Linked DNA regions of Zea mays: regions 2 and 3 are each linked to region 1. A link is a contact called in public Hi-C data. All regions are on one chromosome and are shown on one strand. The core of a region is the stretch at or near the end of the contact, and the rest is flanking DNA. Distances in the headings are between cores, read along the strand shown.

Evidence for each region. A called contact is a pair of places that touch in the nucleus more often than the background predicts.
Region 2: a Hi-C map of endosperm shows a contact between it and region 1, with 8 times the contacts expected there. The contact joins the promoter of LOC100381466 here to the promoter of LOC100193285 in region 1. A contact is called at or near these places in 13 of 25 Hi-C or Micro-C datasets (bundle sheath, ear, endosperm and 4 more) and 1 of 3 datasets of contacts at active chromatin or transcription factors (leaf).
Region 3: a contact with region 1 is called in a Hi-C map of leaf, with 6 times the contacts expected there. The contact joins the enhancer-like site here to the promoter of LOC100193285 in region 1. A contact is called at or near these places in 3 of 25 Hi-C or Micro-C datasets (bundle sheath, leaf and leaf mesophyll).

The regions. Positions count from the first base shown.
Region 1 is chr5:158,763,116-158,766,509 of Zm-B73-REFERENCE-NAM-5.0, reverse strand. It overlaps LOC100193285 (CASP-like protein 12), which reads right to left and starts at 1,638. Exons shown (of 3, transcript NM_001138428.2): 1 at 1,318-1,638; 2 at 938-1,055; 3 at 234-745. The coding sequence starts at 1,463. The coding sequence ends at 461. LOC100191693 reads left to right here. Exons shown (of 2, transcript NM_001137122.2): 2 at 1-95.
Region 2 is chr5:158,479,215-158,482,822 of Zm-B73-REFERENCE-NAM-5.0, reverse strand. LOC100381466 (putative elongation factor 1-gamma 2) reads left to right here and starts at 1,445. Exons shown (of 8, transcript NM_001361431.1): 1 at 1,445-1,544; 2 at 1,645-1,687; 3 at 2,746-2,895; 4 at 2,967-3,027; 5 at 3,115-3,167; 6 at 3,264-3,365; 7 at 3,441-3,608. The coding sequence starts at 1,679.
Region 3 is chr5:158,405,319-158,408,982 of Zm-B73-REFERENCE-NAM-5.0, reverse strand. No RefSeq gene overlaps it. Among protein-coding and RNA genes, the nearest start is that of LOC103627099, 28 kb to the right of the region's middle. Within about 2 kb of position 1,967, at least 6 of the 20 cell types and tissues checked have an H3K27ac peak or open chromatin away from gene starts, as enhancers often do. A contact at or near this core is called in bundle sheath, leaf and leaf mesophyll, where this site is marked.

The DNA of each region.
Region 1 (3,394 bases), core at 389-2,888:
GAGAGAAGCATTTGTAGCGGTGGCGTGGTGTGTGTTTCCGGACTTGGTTCATCATGGTAGTGTGATACATGTGTAAGATTAGTTACTTTAATTACTAATTGTGCTGTTTTCCTCTTTCCCTGTTCGCCGACGAGTAATGTATCTGGTTTGAAGATTAGTTACTTTACTAATGGTTTGAAGACGACTAAGGGCTTGTTCGTTTTGCTCTCAATCCATGTGGATTGGGTGGGATTGGATGGGTTTCAATCCCAAACAAGTCAAAATCGTTCACAATTTTTTCCAATCCCATCCAATCCATATGGGATAGGAATAACCGAACAAGCCCTAATAGATTATAGATGTGGGTTGGGCCTGTGGAAAGATCACCGATGGCCTTGGTAGACGGCAGTAGTAATACACAGGGGAGCAGGATGTTATTTGTTTGGCAATGGAATGGAGACACGCCTTGCCGTCAGTAGTGCTACACCCGTTGCTCCTCGTCCCGTGCGTGCTTGGGCGGCTGGCCGTCAGCGTCAGGCGGCGGGTGGCACCTGCTGCTGAACACCCTGAAGGCGGAGACGAGTGAGAGCGCGGCGAAGCAGGCCAGCGCGGCGGCGTGCAGCGCCAGCGACACCGTGGCCTTCCCGCAGAACCGGCCGAAGTAGGAGCACGCCTCGCCCCACGACACGCCCCGGTCGCCGTGCCGCGCCAGCTGCAGCAGCTCCGCCGCCGCCGAGGCCGACGTCACCAGCAGGTATGCCGACGCCTGCACGCAGCACACCGCGCACCAGCACATGTCAGTACTCCTGTCCTGATCGGTGGTTTTGTTTTGTCCATGGAAAATTGCCAACGAACTGAATACAGGTATAAGTAACTAATAAAGAGCATGTACTGTACGTCGAATAGAGAGGAAGAGGAGAAGCTAAGATGGTGTGCTGGGCGGGCGAGACAGAGCGACCTGATCCATGACGAGAACCACCCAGTCGTAGCGCGCGGCGAGGGGCCGCTTGAAGGACGACGCCAAGACGGAGGCTACAGCGTAGGCGGCTGTGACGGCGTTGACGCCAACCAAATAGCTAGCAAAACGACATCGATTTCTTTTTTTTAGCTGCTAGCATCATGCATGACGATGCGCTCTCTCTCAAGGAGAGAACTAATAATCCAACACAAAAAAAAAATTATGCTACAGATTCGAGCAGGGTGGAGAGGAAATCAAACGAGAGTGCTAGCAGTCCAATAATGAAGGGTTCAGTTGTAATGCTTACTACTGGAAGGCCGGTCTAAATAAACTACACACCAATTGATGCCGGCGGCGGCGGATCGATGCTTTGTACAGACCTGAATCCGGAGAGATCGGAGAACTTGACCTCCCCGTAGGTGTCGTCTGCCTGCGCGTTGGTGGCCATCTCCCACAGGGAGGCCAAGGAGAGCGGGACGACGCAGAGCCTGAGCGCCATCTCGGGGACCTTGAGGCCCGCCGCCATGATCCTGGACTCAGCGTGTGCGCGTGCCGTGCTGTGGAGGAAGGGGAATAAGAAGAAGAAGAAGACGACGACGACCGAGAGAGGACCAGGGCTTGACTGGTGCACGCACGCACCAACTCCATACCACTAGCGTACAAAGCGATGAATGCGCATGGGCTGGCCCATGGAATGTATTGAGAGAGTGAGATGGAATGATCTCAAAGTTTATCTAACTTTTTTCTTTTGACTAGGGGCATGTTCAGACTATAACTATTTCTAGCCAGATTGCTTGCTTGTCTAATTTATATAAAATTTTGATCGGCTGGCTGGCAGATTTCTGGACAAATGAACGGACGCTAAGGTTAGTTCTTCGATAGCAGATTGCGCCCTGGTGCGCGACGGGGATTCATATCGAGTCTGCCGTGCGGAAATTGCGTTCAGTTGGGACTATGGCCAGCCGTGCCGGGCTAATCAGGCCGGCACGGCACGGTTGGTGTCGGGCTCGTGCCGGCACGGCCCGATAGGTAGTGTCGTGACTAGGCCGAGCATCAGGCACGCTGGGTCGGCACGGGCACGACACGATTAGTCCCTAGGCACGGTTAGACACGATTATGCATGATTAGATCTAAACACGACTAGTTAGCTGTGTGTTGTAATTTTTTTTTATCTAGGGTTTTCTCATAAGGATGAGTTTTTTACTTAAATAGGTTTTTAATGAGTCAGCCATTGCACTAAACAGTTCAATATTTGCTATTTTAGTATGTTTTAACTGTGTTTGTGAATATTTGACTAAAATTCTGTGGTGTAGTGCTAAACGGGCTATATGGGCTAAACGGGCTAAACGGGCCGGCACGGCACGGCTAAGCAGGCTTAGTGCCGTGTTTGGGCCTGGACTTAGGCACTAGTGTCGTGCCGGCACGGCACGACTATTAAACGGGCCAAACGGGCCATGTCCTAACCGTGCCGTACCTGGCCGTGCCCGGGCCGGGCCGCCCATTTGGCCATCTCTAGTTGGGACTGGTGCGCTAAGGTTTTGATTTTTTTGAAACAGGAAAAGCCTTCTATCCCAAAAAAAAAAACTGTACCATCGTTGTTGTGTGTGTTCCGTTCCATGGTAGTCGGCGAGGATGTAATAATCAAATAATAATATAACGCCAAGTTTGGATCATTGGAATTGCATTCCATTCTAATAATAGTAATTTAGACATATATCAATTAAGCTAATTCGGTTTTATGTAAAATATATTTGTATATTATTATTAGCAAGATGTAGGAGATATTTATGTGCTACATTTTTACTATAGAGGAGTGAGACGAAGAGTGTCATGTAAGTTATAGATTAGAAACCAATTCTACTAATAAATAAAATCATTTCCCACCCTCCACCTCATGAGTTTGAGATTGGTTTATATCTGAACTTTCGAAAGTATTGGAATGTCAAATTCCAAACTAAATAAGTTACTTTATTAAGTGAATTCTAATTCCTATAAAATGAAGGGATCCAAACGACCCGTAAAGTCATTTTGGTTAGTTAGGGAGCCTATTTTTTTTCTTCCCCCGTGTTGGCGTTGCGAGCTATGATGACGCCTGTGTGAACGGAGATGCGCCTGACGGGAGGTTGATGATCGAATCGATACACGCGGCGGCACCGGCAAAGCTGAGCACGCTGCACGCGCGCGCTCAAACGGTCTAGTGGTTGCCTATGCATGCATACACGCGCGGGTGACGTCACGGCAGCGACCGCCTGATCGGGCCTTGGCTGGGCGGCGGCCAGATACCTCTCTGCCTCTGGGCCCGTGCACTACCTACGCGCTGCTCTGTTTTTGGGCCTCTTCCTCGGCTGCTGCTCACGGGCCTCTCCCATTCCGCCGTTTAGCCGCACCCGGCCCGGCACCTCTCGTCGCCGCAAGCAAATCGCTACTCCGCCAAAAAAAGCCCAAAACAAGAAGCAG
Region 2 (3,608 bases), core at 196-2,695, 280 kb after region 1:
CAAGAAAAGTATAGAAGAATAAGAATACGCTAACTTCGAGCTAGTGGATAAGGTTGGCTAGGGGCAGGATGGAGGATTGAGCCACATCCACTTGTTTGGGGACTAAATGCCATCTCACAAGATTTCGAGATTATGTTAGACATGAATGACAGATCAGATGATGTTTGAAACTATATTATGGCTGATTTGGTGGAAGGAAAATTGGAGGGGCTCCACGGGAAACTTGATTAGCAAGGGAATTTCTACCCCATTGACCCTCTTCAATTCTCTTCCCACCAAATTAGCTCTTAGGACTAGTTTGGAAGGCACAAAACCGGAGTGGATTGGAGGCGCTAAAATTTAATATTTATTCAAATTTCCTCCTTATTCAATTTTAAATAAGCAAGAGATTTTAGCTCCTCTAATTCTCTCTGGTTTTAGACATCCAAACTAGCCCTTAGTGTGAAAAAAAATCTATTACCAAGCACGAATGTATCAGTCGTCAAGATTTCCCTTTTCAAATTTTTTTTGGAAGGGCCACACTGCCAATCGATTAAGAGAGAAAGGTGAGAGGCTGAGGTGCACCTGACACCACTCGGGTCCTAGCACCTTGCGAACTATACAACTAAAGCTCGACTGGGTCCTCATCAGCCTGTACTTAGGGCGGCCTGATAACTTCAGTCCCAGTGTATCTGTTTGGATCTTTGATCCGGGCATATGCGTTGTAGTTGCCATTTTTTAGCTAAACTATTTTCTCGGTTTTTAAATATTTGTAGTTCGCTAGTTTATTTTATAACTAAAACGCGACAAAATAAAAAAATTAAGAGAGTACTATTTTCTATTTGATTACAAAGATACGCTGCCCTCTCGCGTATTCTCAAAATAGAAAGTGATGCTAATCGTACATGCCTGGAGGACATTCTTCATGTGCCTCATGTTTCTTTAGCATCAGGCCATAAACACATTTTTCATTTCTTTGGGACACAAGAACACGTGGTGAGCAGCACACGACTCCCGCTTGCTTCCTTCTTGCGGCGCAGAGAGCCAGGCGCCGCGAGGCGCGGCAGAGAAACCGCGACTGATCGATCAACGAGCGGAATATTGTTTTTTTTTTGTTTCGTGAGCTTTCTCTTCATTTCAGCCCATTATTTAATAAGCCCAGACCATAGACTACTCACTCGCGTACTGGCTATGGGACCAAAAAAAAACACACAAACGGCAAGGCCCAATTGAGTCCACATGGATGGACGCTGATAGCCCCTTGCCAAGCGAAAGCGAGGCTTTAGTAGGCCAACTCTGAGTGAAATTTGGGCTTCTACTCTGGTGGGCCTTGCTCGACTCAGAATCTCGGGCCAATGCGAGCCGTTCAATCAGTTTTTTCGGATACCACATCCAACGGCTGAGATCGCGTGCGCGCAACCTTAGGCACGAGGTCCAAGTATTGCGAGCTGCGCCTCCATAAGACGGCTCGTCGGCAACGCTAGGGTTTTTGGCTACTCCGCCTCCGCTCTCCCCCCTGCTGCGCGCTACTCGCCCGATCTCGCGGTGCTGGTAGCGGTGAAAATGTAGCGAGAGAAATTCGTGTTATTGTCTTGATTTATAGTGTTCTACTCGTGTTTGATTTCGCTGATTTTATTTTCTTCTTCTTCTGTTGCTGTTATGCAGATCTGAGATCGAGTGAAGCTAGCTTTTCATCGATATGGCGCTTGTAAGTGTTTTTTCTAACTAGCACTAGTTATTTAAGTACCTATTTAAGTAGTATGTTGCTCTTAGATTTTCGAAATGCTAGGGGCGTTTAAGTAGCTTGTATTAGCGTGGTTATTTTATTGTAATTTCCATTCGCGGGTTTCTGTGGATTACTACTGTGCAGCCTACATCGTGGATATATGTTATATCTCACATTAACATAAGATTTGGTCGCTAAATTATTGTCCATGGATGGATATAGTTGATTACCCTTATCTTGTTTGCCTTACCTGTTTGTTAGTTACATCTTGGCCCATTTTGACTCGTTAGAGATTGAATTCATTTAGATGCTTACTGAAGTTATGAAAATGGTATCACCTCCCATTTATTCCCATCATCAGATGGTATAATTAGAATGAAGTTGTGACGTAGCAGACGCCTCCTGTTTCACAGGTGATTTCCATAGTGGTTTTATTTAAACATATGGTCGGTCTTTGCCACTCTTTTAGCCAGGCATTCATTGCTTTTAACATTAGGTAGTCTCTGATGCTGATTTGCATAGTAGTTTTCTTTTAACATGTTTGTATATTAATATGCTGCAAGCTGACGAGCATCAAGTCATAGACGATATAATTCTTGCTCTGAGCTTATAATTTTGTGTTAACATGTTACATGTTTGTTGTTTCCAATACAATAAAAAACTCACTCAACTTTTCCCTGAGCTGATAAGCAGAATAGAGTTTAGTTCTGACTCTTCTGACTGAGCACAAAAGGCATATTCAACTTTTCAAGCCCATTTGACTTTATATTTTCCTAACTTTTGTACTAGAGATAGGCATCAGTATGTAGTTGTGGTCTTCTTCATATGATTCCACACTGTTATCAGTTGACACCAATTGTTTACTGGCTTCAGTTGTGCTAGATCAAAGATTGTTTTTTTTCTTTTTCTTTAATTTTTTCTGATTGTCTGATTGATTCTGCAACTTATATTATTAGTTTTTCTGATATATATATGTTTCAGATTGTGATATGTTATGTGTCGGTATGTAGCCATCTGACCAAACCTTCTGCACTGTGTAGGTACTGCATGCTGGCAGTAGTAACAAAAATGCATTCAAAACACTAATTGCCGCGGATTACAGCGGCATCAAGGTTGAGTTGGTAAAAGACTTTCAAATGGGGGTTTCCAACAAAACACCAGAGTTCCTCAAGATGAACCCTATTGGGAAGGTATAAAAAATTCTGTATATGTTAAGATGGTGATAAATAGTCTAGGATGTAATTTGGGCGCTTCTTTGCAGGTTCCTGTCCTGGAGACACCTGATGGTCCTGTCTTTGAGAGCAATGCAATAGCAAGATATGGTAATTTAAATGTTGCAACAATTGGTTTGTTTAGTCTTTTGTTTGCATTTATTTGATTGAGCACCGAATTCTGTCATCTCCCTGAAGTTACTCGCTTGAAGGCTAACAACCCACTTTACGGATCTTCACTGATTGATTATGTGAGTAATGTTCAATATTTCATTCAAATTAATTTTATATTTCTTGAATTTTTTTGCTTAGATGTTTCTGTCCGTTTGAACCTGTGCTTGTTTCAGGCCCATATTGAGCAGTGGATGGACTTTGCTGCGACAGAGGTTGATGCCAGCATTGGAAAGTGGTTGTACCCACGTATGGGGTTTTATCCCTATGCTGCTGTGGTATGTATTGCCATGTGGGTAGCACTTCTTTCTCAATAGCTTGATTGTAGTCTCATATTCTCATTTGCTCAACAGACAGAAGAATCAGCCATTGCTGCTTTGAAGAGAGCATTCGGTTCCCTGAACACCCATCTTGCATCAAACACATTCCTTGTTGGGCATTCAGTGACACTTGCGGATATTGTGCTGACATGCAATCTTTATATGGGCTTTAGCCGTATCTTGACTAAGAGTTTTACCTCA
Region 3 (3,664 bases), core at 718-3,217, 360 kb after region 1:
TGAAACACCGACATGCCCTTCTAATAACTGAAGCATCCACTTGAGAGTGAGGAAGAACCTTTGCATAGTGAAGAGATTAAAGAGTTTATAATTTCATGGTTAGTGACCTCATTAGTAGATAGAGAGTGACTTAATATGTTCAACCACCACCCTTATTAGACTTGGCATGAACAAATTGAGAATCTAGAGCTTGTTAATCTTGGTGATTGATATCACCTAGATGACTAGGTGGCGATCGAGAGTGCAGTGATCACCCGAAGAGTTTGTGAGTGACCTAATTTAGATTTGTACATGGTTTTGAGCAGTTTACCATGCTAGAGCGTCGAAGAGCTAACTTGTAGAGAGCATCTATTCTTTGTGTGAACCTTGTAGTGTGGGTGCTCCAACAAGAATTAACGGAGAGTAGAACTCAAAAAAACATCGAGGATCCTTCTAATCCTTACTTTACTATATAAAACAATTCAATTCAATCCAATCATTTACATTCTTAAAACAGCGTCGCCGCTCGCCACCACTGGTAAAGTTATTTTTTTTTTTTGCACGGTCGAAAGATACACGCCCTTTGAATTTTAGTGTCTCTATTCATGTTGTTTATTCTGACTACTACAGTATGATCTGTGCTCTACTATTTGTGTTTACCTTGTTTAATCATACTACTATACAAGCTGTGTTTATATTAGTATCCTAATATTATAGGGAGATTCTCATAATTTATGTTCTGGTAACCTAGAATTTGCCTACTTATTCGACAGATTGGTCGCACACTGGGCTGTCACAGTCTGTCACTTTCACTTGTATTGAATGGGCTTGTCACTCACGTCCCTAGGTAAGACAGTTCTTTCTTTCTTCTCTTTCCTTGTCCAACTGAAACTTAAAACTGCGGGACTTCCAGGAACATTCCAAATTATTGAATAGGTTCGCGATTCCGTACGCTTCCGAAGTTCTCGGTAGCATCTTCATGCATGACGTAATTAGCACCTCATCTCCACTGCTGCATGTTCATCCCCCATGCTTTTTTTTCCACCAAATTTCTAGACGTCGACCTCTGGCTTCCAGGAAAATTCAGGATGACACATACTTGACAAGTCCTAACAGAGAGGCCACACAAGCCAGATACCACACGTAGGTCTTGGTCGATTCCCAATATCCAGGCAAAGGAAGCTTAGACCTCCTGCTGTCTGTTTACGAGGATTTTTTACAATGGAAAAGACTGCTAGGCGCCCAGTTGTCTCACAACAGACGACGTTGTCTCTGACTGCTGCCATTTTTCCTGCATCAGTCGCTCGTGGGAGTGGAGTTTTAGTTCATCACGTTGGATTGCTGGCTGGTAATGTGCAGTGAATCCACACCACAAACTACAGTATTACGGAGATCGAGAAGCTCCCATGATCTGTGGCCGAGAGCTCCTGTCTGTTTGTCTTGTAGCTTTGTGGTCGCCTATCTGCTGTGATCCCGACGGAAGAAAATCCGTCATTTGTTCGCTTTTCTCTCAATCTATGTAAATTAAGTGAGATTAGATAGATTTAAATTTTAAATTAATTAAAATCCTTCGTATTTTTTTCTAATCACATCCAATCTATATAGGACATGAATAACTGAATAAGGCATTAAGCGGTTGCCGACAGGGTTACTGTACACGGGTTTCAGTTATTTTCGACATGTGGCAAACAAACAACAGCTAAAATGACAGATTAACAATCTAGAGTATGATTATTCTGTACAACACAGTCTACTTGCAAGGCATTTCTCACACAAAGGCCAGGTCAAGTTGTATGTCATGTCATTTTCAAGACATCTCAAGTTTCTTACGAAACCGTAAAATTTCGAGTTCCGGGTCTTATTTCCAGTGTACCAAAGGTGTTGTGGAAACCGTGCAATCTGTTTGATGTATTGATGGGTCTACCTGTACTTGTCTTATGACTATGGGGAAAATTCTTTCTTTCACCTTGACCTGGTACAAGAGCAATGTCGGGAAAACTCGGTGGCGGCATGTATGCTTCTTACCAGGGAGCAGATCCGTTTACCGGAGAGCAGACAATTCTTTCCTTCTCTTGCCGCCTTTTCCAACGAAAGAAAATTCTTTCCAGCTAGGTTCTTCAGATGATTGTATCTGGGAAGCTTCTCCTGCAAGTGCATGTGTGCATGGGCTATTATGTTGACAATAACGCATTGACAAATCTTTTTGGTTATTTGCTTGAGCAGAACATTCTCCACACGCATGGCCCCTCGCCTATCAGCGTTTGGTGTTCTCTGCAGCATTCATGGCTATTATCCCTTTGATCCCACGCTTCATGTTTCTTTTTTCATGCGAAACCCTGTGCCAACACGTGGTTGATTAATTCGTGCACACAGTGTTCAAATATGATGAACCATTGTAAAGGAGATGATCATCTTTGGTTGAATGTTTACTAACCTTAACGTAAGTGTGGCGGTGTAGAGGGATGGCAATGGGTACGGGCATGTGTAAATAACCGCGGATAATTATCCATTAGATATGGGTATGGTGGAATTTGGTATCCGCGGGTATGGTTATGGATATAATAAGGTATCCGCGGATATTTTTTCGCGGGTATGGATATCCAGTATCCATACCCATTACCCAGTGGATATCTAACATGTGGGCCATCTGGATTTAATATATTATCCTAAATTCTAATTTTTCATTTTTTATCTATGACATGTTAATTGGTGCTGAAATTATCATTTGATGATGATGGAATGATAATTATTTTTGAAATGTGATAAAATTGTTGTTTGATGTTGAATGCTAAAATTGTAGTGGGCGGTCGGGTAACGGGTATCAGCTGGATAGCGGATACCCGACGGGTACGAGTATGGATAGAGATCCATATCCACGAACGTTTATGGGTACGGGTATGGGTTAAGTTTTGTCTCACGGGTATGGATTCGCGAACTATATATCCGCGTACTACCCACCCAATTGCTATCCCTAGCGGTGTGCGACACATGTCTTTTGACTTGTGGTCTACAAGTGTTAAGTATAGATATCATGGTCAACGACGAAAGCAAATGTCAAGCATGTTCATGCCGATGTACTAGAAACGGTGAAGGGCAAACACCAATGTTTAAAAAAGATGGATGATTGGTCGTCGTGTCTAACAATTAGTGATATCGACAAGTATAAGAATACATGAAAGAGTAGACTGTGTTGACCCAGTTAAGCATAGGCTCTGGAGGACTCAGTGATCGAGCGGTCAAGGACTGACGGTAACAGGTGTCAAGACTGTAGATGGAAACTATCAGATACACTACTTAAGAGGGTTTTGGTGGTTTCAGCCTTAAAACCATCGGTTAGTCGGTTTCTCGGGTTTGGGCCTCAACACCTGGTTAGAGTTTTGGCGGGAACTAGAGGGGACACATGGCATCATCACAAAGCTTGCGCCGAGATGAAGCCAAGTCGTGGATAGCCCATGGGCGTTAGAAGTATAGATCTTGAGTTGGATGATAATGCTCCAAGGTGAAGTGATCCAAATCTAACTAACTAGGGGAAAGTTGGGGATGTGCAATAGCTCTAGAAATAAGGGAAGGCCAATCCAACTAGCCTTATCAATTATTATCTTTTCTTCCCTATATGATGTATGTTTATCTTTTGGTTCAATAAACTTGCATGCATAGGTCTAAGTAATAGCTAGACTTTTATTTT